Linked DNA regions of Mus musculus: all the other regions are linked to region 1. Evidence: chromatin contacts called from public HiChIP or PLAC-seq and promoter capture Hi-C data. All regions are on one chromosome and are shown on one strand. Each heading gives the region's core, a stretch centred on a gene start, on an enhancer-like site or on the middle of the called end of the contact. The rest is flanking DNA. Distances are from core to core; before and after follow the strand shown. Region 1 holds the start of Siah1b (siah E3 ubiquitin protein ligase 1B). Region 2 holds the start of Rnf138rt1 (ring finger protein 138, retrogene 1). Region 3 holds the start of Vegfd (vascular endothelial growth factor D). Region 4 overlaps Vegfd (vascular endothelial growth factor D).

Region 1 (2,700 bases), core at 78-2,577:
CTTGAAAATGTTAAAAATCTAACCTCTGGACAGGTTGAGATCCACAGAAATAAACAGAAGTATAGAGACCTGCCTTATCAAAAAAAGACGACCTCAAACAGGCCACACTAGACTCTGAGATAGTTGACACTGGTTGCAACTCTCTCTCCGTTTCTGCATAACTTCAGCATGCTTAAAGTTTCAAAAAGAAAAGCTTTGTTGTGCATACTAGTCATGCTCACAGTTCTTCGGGCACACACATGCCAACCAAACTTTTGGATAGCAAAGGGGAGATTGGCAGACTTACAGTCCAGAAAGCAGGAGAAAAAGCAACCGTGGTTTTCAGAAGAGATTATTCAAACTAAGGTGTACACATTCAAATTATTTCTCAAGCTTTTTCAGGAAAAGACAAACGAGGTGGAGTTATACTTACAAGTTTCCAGCAGCTTCAGTCCAGTAGCCAGCCCTTAATGCCTGCTGTCATCCGGATCCCAGGCACTATTTTGAAGTTCCTGGTCTCTCGATCTGGAGTAGGGCACAAAAGAAAAAAAAAAAAAAGATGTTAAGAACTTGAGAAGTGGAGACGGGTCAGACTTGTGTTCCCGACACTACTGTGCTACCAATGCCCACCCTGGAGGGTGGCGTTATCCGTCCCCCCCCCCCCCAATCCGGATGAGTTCCAGCGTCTTCAGCCTCGGTGTCTAGAAATGCAGTCGCCCCATCTCCAAACCGGATCCAATCCCCAGGGGTTAGTTAGTGACCCTGTACTGACGAGAGCGCCCTGGGAAGCCGGTTCCTGGGGGAAGCTCGAGTAGCCCCTCCGTTATACTCTCGGACCTACATCTTTCGGGTCTCCCCGGACCAAGGTACCTCAAGACAGTGCGTGTAAAGGCCAAAGGGGTAGTCCTTGTCCCCACAGACAGGCCCTGCGACCCCGCGGCCGCGGTCACACACAGTCGCCCATCCTTACCGAATTCAACCTCCGCGCGGGCTCCCGGCACGAGGCTGCCAGCCTATGAGGAGCTTGCTTACGCCCCCTTACCTCACGCCGCAGCCTCGCGAGACCTTGACTCCTGACCCGCCCTCTGTCTTGGGCCCAGAAACCGGAAGTCCCGCCCTCCGGTAGCTCCGGTTCCGGCTCAATCCGGCTCTGGCTCGCTCCGGCTCCGGCTCCGGCTTTCGACCGCAGCTCTACAGGGAGACCGCTGAGGAGACCCTGAGAACAGCCACAAGTGACTTGCCCAGGCCTTTGATCTCGAACAGCGGCATGCGATCACCCTTGCGCCTAAGACCACAGGCCGATTTTCGCGCTCCGCCCATGTCACCAGCCCGCCTCCATCCGTCGCTTAGACCACGCCTTTTCCTCCGGGCTGTACCACTAGCTCCTTCTTATGGGTGATGCCGTTACCATGGTGCCGAAGCCTGGCTGGGTCACGTCACGTCACGTCCCCTCTTTCGTTAGACTTTCTTATTGGCCTATCAGAGCTTGGCTTGAGAGCAAGCTATGAGCCCGCCTCTCAAAGAGACCTCTTTTCCCCTGCAAGCATATTTTACTGCTTTAAGTCTAAGACACCTCAGAGGTTCCCTAATCACCTACCGTGGCCTTCACCTTGGCCGCCCCTCTCTCGCCAGATCGAGTGTCTCTCTTGAAAAAGGATACCCCAAAGTCCCTCTTGAAAACAGTCCAAATTCTAGATGCTAAATAAATAAATAAATAAAAAGTAAAGTAATGACACTTTTATTTTTTCGTGTTTCTGCCAGTGGTAATTTATGAGCAGAAACCGATGGGAAACAAAACTGCTTGCCCAGTGGTGGGGTTCAGTGGTGGAACTGAAACCTCGCAATTCCTTTTCGTGCCTTTTTTTTTTTTTTTTTTTTTTTTTTGGTTTTTCGAGACAGGGTCTCTCTGTGTAGCCCTGGCTATCCTGGAACTCACTTTGTAGACCAGGCTGGGCCTCGAACTCAGAAATCTGCCTGCCTCTGCCTCCCAAGTGCTGGGATTAAAGGTGTGCGCCACCATGCCCGGCTTTTTCGTGCCCTTTTAATGAGACCTGGGGAGCCAACCCAGTGTTTCTTCCAGCCTCTCACTCAGCAGGCTTTAAATTTTAGACAGGTACGTGGAGGAAGCACACTGCCCTTCTAGTTCTTATGACTTTTTCTAGGCACCAGCTCTCCCTCATACTATGAAGCTCTCTAGACTGCACCACACTTTCATCTCTGCTTTGAAGCCCTCCACCCCTACCCCATACTCCGACATTACTCTTATAATTTGGCTCCCACAGAGACAATGCTAACCCAAAAAACTCTGAATGGGCACACAGGGAGGAAAAAAACCGTTCCATTCGCTCTTTGTTCCTACATTCAAAATCTGTGACTATATTCTGAAAGTACAAGAAGCCTGAAAGAATCTTGAAGTTCTTTGCTTCAAGGACAAGATAAATAAATAAAAAAAGATGTGATAAGAGACTGGATAGGTGGAACCAGTGCTTGGTAAGAGCTGGTGTGTTGATCCAATCGGCAGGAGTAGCTGGGAGCATGAAACCACTGGCCATTTCCATAGTAGTTACTACAGCCCTCACACAATCAAATTCTCAACAAATATTCACTGACAATATCGCCTTTTCATTTGTGTGGAGGGTTACAAGTTTCCCCTCCATCACACAAAGATTAGTTCCATGTGTCAGCAGTCACGATTTTGTGATCACTTTAAAATATGAGTTT
Region 2 (2,700 bases), core at 42-2,541, 320 kb before region 1:
TCCTCTTCTGTCCTCTTCCTTCCCCCTCCCTGATCCTCTTGTCCAAGGGACTAAGTTTTAACATAATTTCGATTTGTAATGAAAGAAAAACTAAAAGGTCAGACTGATCACTTTTATTTAAAACATCAAGTTATTGAAGGGATGTTTTAATGTAAATTGTCCCTTAGGAACAATTGTAGAAATGAGTACAGTCCCTCTAGATGTTGACGTGGAAGGACTCTTCAATGGCGATCTGAAATTGGGTTTCCTCATCCAGCTGAAGATTCACGAAATCTCCGTAATCAAACTGATGCCTCTGATTAAGGTGACTAACAAAATTTCTGGTGAGTTGAGGCGGGTCGCCCCATGGAAGAGATAGGCAAATTGGGCAAGTGACTGAAACGACACGACCTCGGTGGCTGCTGTTGCAATGATCCAGCAAACGTTGCCTGCTCATGGTTACTTCTTCACACAGAGGACAATCGAAGGTGGGCTCATCAGGTGGGCTTGCGTTCTCTTCCTCTTCTTGTAAAACCTCAGCATTCGCTGAGGCCGGTGCCTCGTTGTTACTGTTGCCCACGGAGTTTGGAGACTGTTGGAAGCTTGAAACAGATGTAGAAACTCCAAATTCATCCTGGTACTTTTCGCAAGTTTTGTAGTGCTGCCTCATACGATAGAGTTCAACGCGCTGGGAACAGCATCGGCAATTACCAGGAAAATGTCTCATGATGGTTTCGAGGTCTACAGCCCTCACTGGACAAGCTCTTTCTCTTCTAGTCACATTTCCACGGCACAGGGGGCAGTGGAGCCGGCTCTCCTTCATTGCACTCAGGAAACATTTTCTGCAGAAAACATGCTTACAGGCCGCGACCCGAACTGGCGTTTTGAAGACTTCTTGGCATATCGGACAGTAGAAATCATCTTCAGTATAAGACGTGGTGGAGGCAGATTCTTCCTCGGCCATAGTGGCGACCGGTAGAAGCCCAAGGCGATGGCGGCTCGCGGCTGCCAAGGTGGCGGTGGCGGCTCAGAGCTCCCCTCCGGATCCTCTCCAAGCAGCGCTTTGGGTCAAGCTCTCTCCGCGGCAGATCCGCAGACAGGTGGTCCCCTGCTGCAGTCCGATTTCAGCGCCTTTCTGTCCAGCAGTTGAGTGAGCTTCAGACCACTGGATCTCCAGCGAATGACGGGTGATGCTCTGTTCTTATGAGCCTCAGAACCCGCCAGACCCGAAGCTCATGGTGATGGAGATACCTCCTATTCAGCCATCAGTTGAGAGGTAACTGCTGCCTGCCAGGCTGGTTGGTCACTGCAGAGTGGATAGCCACAGGAGAGCCGGAGGCGGGGTCAATAGGACGGCCTCCATAGCAACCAGCGCGTCGCGCCTTCAGCTGGTTGTGACGTAAGCTGCCAGGTCCGCTTACTTTACCAAGTTTTTTTTTGTTTGTTTGTTTTCTGTTTTTGTTTTTAAATCCAGCTGGGCCTAGTGGCGCAGGCTTGTAATCCTAGCCATTAAGGGGTGCTGAGGCAGTATGATCGCGAGTTCAAACCCAGACTGAGAGATTTAGGGAGCCCCTGTCTGGGAAGAGTACAAAGAGATCCGCCAGCACAGCTTGGTGATTCGATTGCAAGCGCAAGCCGCTGGATTTAATCCCTACGTCTTCATAAAGTCCTCCAGGTACCTAAGTGATCATTCTATGTGGACCACTGCTATCAGGCTACTGTGTGTAACAGTATATTGGCTCTCCTGTATATACCACGTTTCTTTACTCTTCAGCGTGCATCATTTAAAATTCCTAAAATTCACTAATTCAGCTTGTCAGTCCTCTCCTTTCATTAATGAGAACTGAGAAACCTCTCAGTCCTTAAACTAGACAGGTGAGGCCCATAGATCCAAAGCAGAAATCTACAAGCTAAATAGCTGACCTCTTACCAGACCCCTGCTTTAGGATTTTTCCCATCTGTTCTACAAAGCCAAGCAAGAAATTGTGTGATGTTAACTGTATATGAGCTTGAGAAATTATCTACTCTGAGGTCCAGGCAGATGAAATATTTTCTCTCATATCACCCAACAAATTAGTGATGTCCTAGATGTTCCGACAAGAGCAAGAGCCTGACCCTTCGCCATCACCATGCACTTCTGAGTTTCTACTCAGTGTCCCTTGTCACCCAGAGCCACTGACAGTGATAGTGCATATCTTCGAGAGACTTTATTTTTATTCACTTAAAAAATTCTCACCCAAGACTTAGCTAAAAATGTAGCTTTTACCTTCATCATTGCTGCCTGTCCTTCCCTGGGCACTCCCCTGAGGGTGCTCAGGTATGCTAAATCCAAAAGGTGAACACAAACACACACACGGGGGGGGGGGAGAAGTGTTGAAATACAAAAGGCACACCAAGAGCCTCTGATTGCTCATCTGTAAAATGGCACCGTGGGCTGCAATTGAAATTGTTCATAGACTTCTGAAAATATCAAGTGAGATGGTATCCCAAACGTGTTCTCCATGGAACTGTTTCCTAGCAAACAGTGTCTTATTAACCAGCTACCCAGTGTGCTGTACATAGATTTCACAACTTACCCACTTCCTGTAGGATGTCTAAAATAATTGGCCCATAATATTTCTAAACTGTATTCCAGGCGTCTATGGATTTATGACATACATATGGATTTCCACCATGGAGACTGAATCCTCCCAGTATCGATGGTGCATCCTTCCAGACTTC
Region 3 (2,700 bases), core at 56-2,555, 300 kb after region 1:
CAATCCTGTTTATCTAAGTCTGGTCTGAATGATAACATATAATTGTATATAGTCCTAGCCACAAAACACAAATGCTAACTAGTTCCGTATGACTGAACAGTGTGAAAATGGGCTATTGATGCCCAGCTATGCCTAGATTTTGTTTTAACTGAGGAGCTATAGGAATACATAACAATTATAGTGATAGAGGAACATGTCATCACCCAGAACTTTGTGAATGTCTCTTTCTGCCCTAGGTCCATTTGTGATGAATACCAATGAGGAAATTTCTCAGGCCATTCTTGATTTCAGAAATGCAAAAAATGGTTTTGAGGGGGCCAGAACCTGGAAGTCAAAGATTGGAAACTAATGAAGAGCTGAGACGCTGCCACTTGGATGGACTGGCCATTCGGTATATTAAATTTCCAAGGCTAGTTTAGCTGGTGCTTCTGAAGCCACATTAAGCTGGGCTTAGTGATGCAGAGTCCTTTAATCCCAGCACTCTAGGAGTCAGAGACATTGGGTATCTCCGATTTCCAAGCCCATCTGTCTTGAAAATGGAAAAATAAAAAATAGAATTCCACATTAAAAAGATGTTTTTTTGTAATGAATCTTCAGAATGCATTATATTCATGTTTGAAATTGTCAAAGAATATGTTTAATTTAAAAAGGAAAACTACAAACAATAAAAAAATGGCAGTAACATATGTAAAATATTTCCTGATACATGCAAATAATTTTACTTGTTGCTTTTAAAAAATCAATGTTCTTCATTTGGTAGAAATTATTAAGCACCTATAAAAATTAATTGCTATTTACATGTGCTTTTTTATATGGGAGTAGATAGATGCCTTTTTATTCTCTGCCCTTTGGGGTTTCTTGAAGCATGTTTTTTGTTGCTGCTGCTTTCTGTGCTGCTGACAGCAGATATCTGAGCATCTAAAGTCCCTCTACTGAAGCCCATCTGCCATCCTGGCCATCAGAACTGTGTTCTGGGTTTCATGTTACAGGCAACGTGCTTAAAAAAAAAAACACAGCAGTCCTGCCCATGTGAGTCAGCTTTTAAAACTGCCCTGCTCTTGCTAGGAACACAGCAGGATTCCAGCCAAGACTTCCCAGCGTTTTCTGCCAAACTCTGTCAGATTTAAGACATATGCTCCTGCAAGCTCTCTTGAAGGTTGTGAAAAAGTTTGAATCCATAGTTGGGTTTTAGCCTGCTGTAACTGCAAGTGTTTGTGGTCATACCACCTCCTTATAAAGCAGCTAGAACCTTGAGCGTAGGGTGGGGTTTTTTTTTTTATCTTCAACTTTCTGGATAAGAAATGTCTGTAGAGTGATTTCTAGTTTCAAGTGGAAGATATGACCACCTCCTGATTATTTTTGCAGCGGGAAACTTTGAAATATTTTTCATTGCTTTCTCCCATACTAAGATTGTGTGTGAGGCAGTGAGGGAGTCCCTTGACTTACTCAAGTCATTTCATTGGATTTTAATTACAACTGATCATGTGATTGTTTTTTTCCATGTAAAGTTTGGGGCTTCAAACTTTGCTTCTGGAGAATGCCTTTTGCAACACTTTTCAGTAGCTGCCTGGAAACAACTGCTTAGTCATCGGTAGACATTTAAAATATTCAAAATGTATGGAGAATGGGGAATGGGGAATATCCTCATGATGTTCCATGTGTACTTGGTGCAGGGCTTCAGGAGCGAACATGGACCAGTGAAGGTAGGTGAGCTTGAATATTTCTCTTTATTGGCTTTCACAGAAAAAGTCCTTTGCCCTCGCTGGTTTTGAAGCAGTCTAAAAGCCCTGCCTATTCTTAGCCTGTGTGTATTAATGCTTTACTTTGGGGGCTTAATAAGTTTCTTACCATGAATGTTTGAAAGTGTGTGTGTGTGTGTGTGTGTGTGTGTGTGTGTGTGTGTGTGTTTGGAATGGGGACAGAACATGAGCATTCTGGAAATCTTTGACACGGAACCAGTTTGCTCCCAGTTGTGCTTGCAGATGGCACAGTGGTTTTCTGTTGAAGCTGTGATTTGCCTCTGTGACACACACAATTTTGTGGGCCCTTGGTTTGTAGGTTTTTGTGAGCAGCCAGGTTGAGTAATTTCTTCTGTAAATTGAAAATCACAGTGGTTTTTGTGTGTGTGTGTGTGTGTGTGTGTGTGTGTGTGTGTGGATGTTTTCTGTCTGGTTTTGCTTATTACCAATTACCAATTGCTACCATTCAGGAAAGACAAGTTTTCTTGGGGTTTGTTTTTGTTTTCCTGTTTCTGCTTTAGAGAAATGTGTCTAAGATAAAGTAGTCAGCAGATCTTTGGTTCTATGAGCAGGCATCAAGGACAGCCCAAGACATTGAGAACCATGCAAAAAGGATGAACAATGGGATTACTGACTGCTAGAATAACATTTTCGTTTCATATTTTGTATCTTTCAAGCCTTTTTATTTTTGAAAAGGACCCGGATGCAATTGTTTTGACTGGAGTGCTACTAAATCATGACTGATTTAGAAATCTCTGGCTATGAGCAGATAGAAATCAGATGTGGGCTTGAGTTTTATGGCTTGAATTTTCCATACGGGGGAGCATATCGCCCCCCAGAGGGGAAAATTAGTTCATGACGATGTGAACTCTTTGACATGGGAACCATCATATGCATAGAGTCCATAAACAGGTAGTAACTCTGCATCCAGGTTTCATAGGTCAAGACTAACTGCTCCATT
Region 4 (2,774 bases), core at 98-2,597, 320 kb after region 1:
AAGAATTGTGCAAGAACATGAAATTTATGCTGAAAAACACCCTTACTTGTTCTTGTTTTCATGACACGATGAAAGATCCAAATAAACACAACCTGAATGAATTGTTTCCACTTAGTAGATAGTTGATTGCTTTGTTTTGGCTGAGGCACTCAACAAATGATTCATATGAATGAATTTATTCAAATGTAAGTGCACAGCAGGGATTTTTGTTTGTTCCAAATAGCCATGTGTGTGCAGTTTGGCACTTTCTACCTTAAAGGTACAGATCATGTGATCAACTACCTATTAGAACCAAAGTAAATGGAACTGCATGGAATGATGATTGAGTGGCCAATGTCTCAGAGTCAAGCTCAAGTTCATCTACACTTCTTGAAACTTGTGTGTGCTCTTTGGGCATCTCTTTATCTGTCATGTAAGGGATCATGAATAAATATAATGCTTTTTAAATTATTATTTTTTAATTTTTATTTATATCTGTGTCTGCTACATGAATTCAGTGCCTGTGACAGCCAGAAGATGGCACCAGATCTCCTGGAGCTGAAGTTACCTGTGTTGTAAGCCACTTGATATGGGTGCTGGGAACTAAAACAGGGTCTTCTGCAGGAGCAGCAAGTGCTTTTAACTACTGAACCATCTCTCCAGGGCCCCAAATATAATGATTTTTACAAGTGATAAATAAATTAATCATCAAGTATGTACAAAAGAGCAGGTGTATAGGAACATAGAAATAAGCATACTAGCTATAATTATCTGTCTGGATATGGTCCCAATTTAGCTACACAATACTTTTATAGCAAATGCCCTAAAACTCAGGGGCTTTAATTTATTCTCTCTTGTGTATCTGAGGTTCAAAATTCTCCAAGGTGCTATGTGAGTCCAACCTGCTTTGTATGTCCTCCCTTGGACTAGCGTAGCTTACAGGCTATATCCATTTCATGGCTATACCATAAGCAAGACATAATAAATCTCACAAGGCATGCACAGTCCCAATTTGTACTATGTGGTGTCAGCTATCATCTTATTGGCCAAAACAAGTTTTATGGCCAAGCTCAATGCCAGGAGGTAGGAAATTGTCTGTCATCAATAGAAATGGTTTGGGAAGGGATGAGTAAGTAGTTTAAATAACAATCAAATCCACCCACGTCCCAAAGAACCACCAAAGATTTTATTTTGTTTATACTTACAATTTATATTCAATTTTAAAAACAAGAGCAGAGAGCAGGGATTTTTAAAGAACTTGAATGATAGTGAAAAGAACAGATTAGGAAAACACTTAGGAGAGCAAGCTGGATAAGGCCCCCTGTCTCCTGACTCCCGGCATTCCAAACCGCTTACTTACAATGACTAACTCTATTGCTCATGAATAACTTTGCTGAAGTCATTACCATAAAGGATAAGGGCAAAAATGCAGATGGTGGAAACTGAGAAAAGTATACAATAAAATTTACATCATGGTTCTCTTTCTTTGCTGCAGCTCTTTGAGATATCAGTGCCTCTGACATCAGTGCCCGAGTTAGTGCCTGTTAAAATTGCCAACCATACGGGTTGTAAGTGCTTGCCCACGGGCCCCCGCCATCCTTACTCAATTATCAGAAGATCCATTCAGACCCCAGAAGAAGATGAGTAAGCATTTCCTGGACTTGATAATGTCTGTTCTTGCTTTTGACAAAACTGCATGTACATTCCTTTACCCATTATACAGGCATCCTCAGAAAGACATGTGTTGCACATTTTCTGTTTTATGGAGCATTAAAAAACAAAAAGACATGAAAGTAGAAGGGGGGTTTTTAGGGAAAGGAAGCAGATGAAGAGGAGGAGGCAGAGAGGAAAAGAGAGGAGAAAAGTGCAGGTGAAGTATATTTTATGCATGCATGAATATGGTATGGTGAAAACCATTATTTTTTTACAATATACACTAATCAAAATGTTGAAGACACAAATAGAAAAAATATAAGTTGCAATTGCATTGTAATTGCAAAAATTACATTCTCTTCATTAAATTTTTTCATCTTCTGACTTTAAAACCAGATCTATTCATAGTATTTGACAAACACATTATTTTTTTACTAGGTGCTATATCTATATTACAGTAGGACCCAAAACCTTGAGGATCATGAACACAGCATGTTTGGATTCAGACACCTTCAGGGTTTTACTGTGGGTTTTTTTTTGTATGTTTGTTTTTTATTTTGATATTTTTGAGACAGGATCTCACTTTGTATCCCTGGCTGAACTGAAACTCACTCTGTAGACCAGGCTGCCCTTGAACTCTGCCTGTGCTTCCTGAGTGCTGGGATTTAAGATGTGCTGCCACATTGGCCCAACACCTTTGTTCTTAGAATGAGTGGCCGAATGCATTGTAAAACTGCTCCAGCCTCATAGCTACCATGTCTCCCCTCACTCCTGTGCAAACAGTGACTCTCATAAATCCAAGTTTAGTCTCTAAAGTTTCCCTAATAGAATATTTATAACTATAGAATTATTATGTCATAAGATGTCATTTCTAAATATAAAGTAAGCTCCATATTTTCTTTTGTTTGTTTGTGTCTATGTATGCATGTGTGTGGGTCTGCACATCTGTGCATGTGCCATTGGAGTCCAGGAGAAAGTGCTGGATCGTTTAGAGGAGGGATTCTAGGTGGTTGTGAGCCGATCCACATGGGTGTTGAGAACTGAACTCGGCCCCGTGGAAGAACAGTACTCATTCTGAGCTGCTGAACCGGCTCTTTAGCCCCAACGTTAAGGTCTTTACAACTCTTCTCACACAGTTGTAA

What was found. HiChIP or PLAC-seq counts read pairs in DNA pulled down with a chosen protein or histone mark. Capture Hi-C pulls out chosen DNA fragments and counts their contacts.
Region 2: a contact with region 1 is called in an H3K27ac HiChIP or PLAC-seq map of embryonic stem cells, with 3 times the contacts expected there. The contact joins the promoter of Rnf138rt1 here to the promoter of Siah1b in region 1. A contact is called at or near these places in 1 of 39 promoter capture datasets (stem cell-derived epiblast-like cells), 2 of 484 Hi-C or Micro-C datasets (both in embryonic stem cells), 1 of 115 datasets of contacts at active chromatin or transcription factors (embryonic stem cells) and 1 of 9 other capture datasets (liver).
Region 3: a promoter capture Hi-C map of adipose tissue shows a contact between it and region 1. The contact joins the promoter of Vegfd here to the promoter of Siah1b in region 1. A contact is called at or near these places in 11 of 39 promoter capture datasets (the 3T3-L1 cell line, 3T3-L1-derived adipocytes, the C10 cell line and 6 more), 4 of 484 Hi-C or Micro-C datasets (beige adipocytes, embryonic stem cells, nephron progenitors and 1 more), 7 of 115 datasets of contacts at active chromatin or transcription factors (cardiomyocytes, embryonic stem cells, extraembryonic endoderm stem cells and 2 more) and 2 of 9 other capture datasets (adipose tissue and liver).
Region 4: a contact with region 1 is called in an H3K27ac HiChIP or PLAC-seq map of the NIH/3T3 cell line, with 3 times the contacts expected there. The contact joins the enhancer-like site here to the promoter of Siah1b in region 1. A contact is called at or near these places in 9 of 39 promoter capture datasets (the 3T3-L1 cell line, the C10 cell line, cranial neural crest and 5 more), 22 of 484 Hi-C or Micro-C datasets (the C2C12 cell line, the G1E-ER4 cell line, the HL-1 cell line and 14 more), 21 of 115 datasets of contacts at active chromatin or transcription factors (the NIH/3T3 cell line, T-cell acute lymphoblastic leukemia, cardiomyocytes and 9 more) and 3 of 9 other capture datasets (adipose tissue, liver and macrophages).

What each region holds. Positions count from the first base shown.
Region 1 is chrX:164,075,166-164,077,865 of GRCm38.p6, forward strand. Siah1b (siah E3 ubiquitin protein ligase 1B) reads right to left here and starts at 1,328. Exons shown (of 4, transcript NM_001308385.1): 1 at 1,022-1,328; 2 at 413-504.
Region 2 is chrX:163,760,041-163,762,740 of GRCm38.p6, forward strand. Rnf138rt1 (ring finger protein 138, retrogene 1) reads right to left here and starts at 1,292. Exons shown (of 1, transcript NM_028842.3): 1 at 99-1,292. The coding sequence starts at 943. The coding sequence ends at 197.
Region 3 is chrX:164,372,217-164,374,916 of GRCm38.p6, forward strand. Vegfd (vascular endothelial growth factor D) reads left to right here and starts at 1,306. Exons shown (of 7, transcript NM_010216.2): 1 at 1,306-1,703. The coding sequence starts at 1,614. Pir (pirin) reads left to right here. Exons shown (of 10, transcript NM_027153.3): 10 at 237-797. The coding sequence ends at 349.
Region 4 is chrX:164,392,959-164,395,732 of GRCm38.p6, forward strand. Vegfd (vascular endothelial growth factor D) reads left to right here. Exons shown (of 7, transcript NM_010216.2): 4 at 1,475-1,623. Among named protein-coding and RNA genes, the nearest start is that of Vegfd, 21 kb to the left of the region's middle. Within about 2 kb of position 1,348, at least 19 of the 459 cell types and tissues checked have an H3K27ac peak or open chromatin away from gene starts, as enhancers often do. A contact at or near this core is called in the C2C12 cell line, the HL-1 cell line, the NIH/3T3 cell line and 2 more, where this site is marked.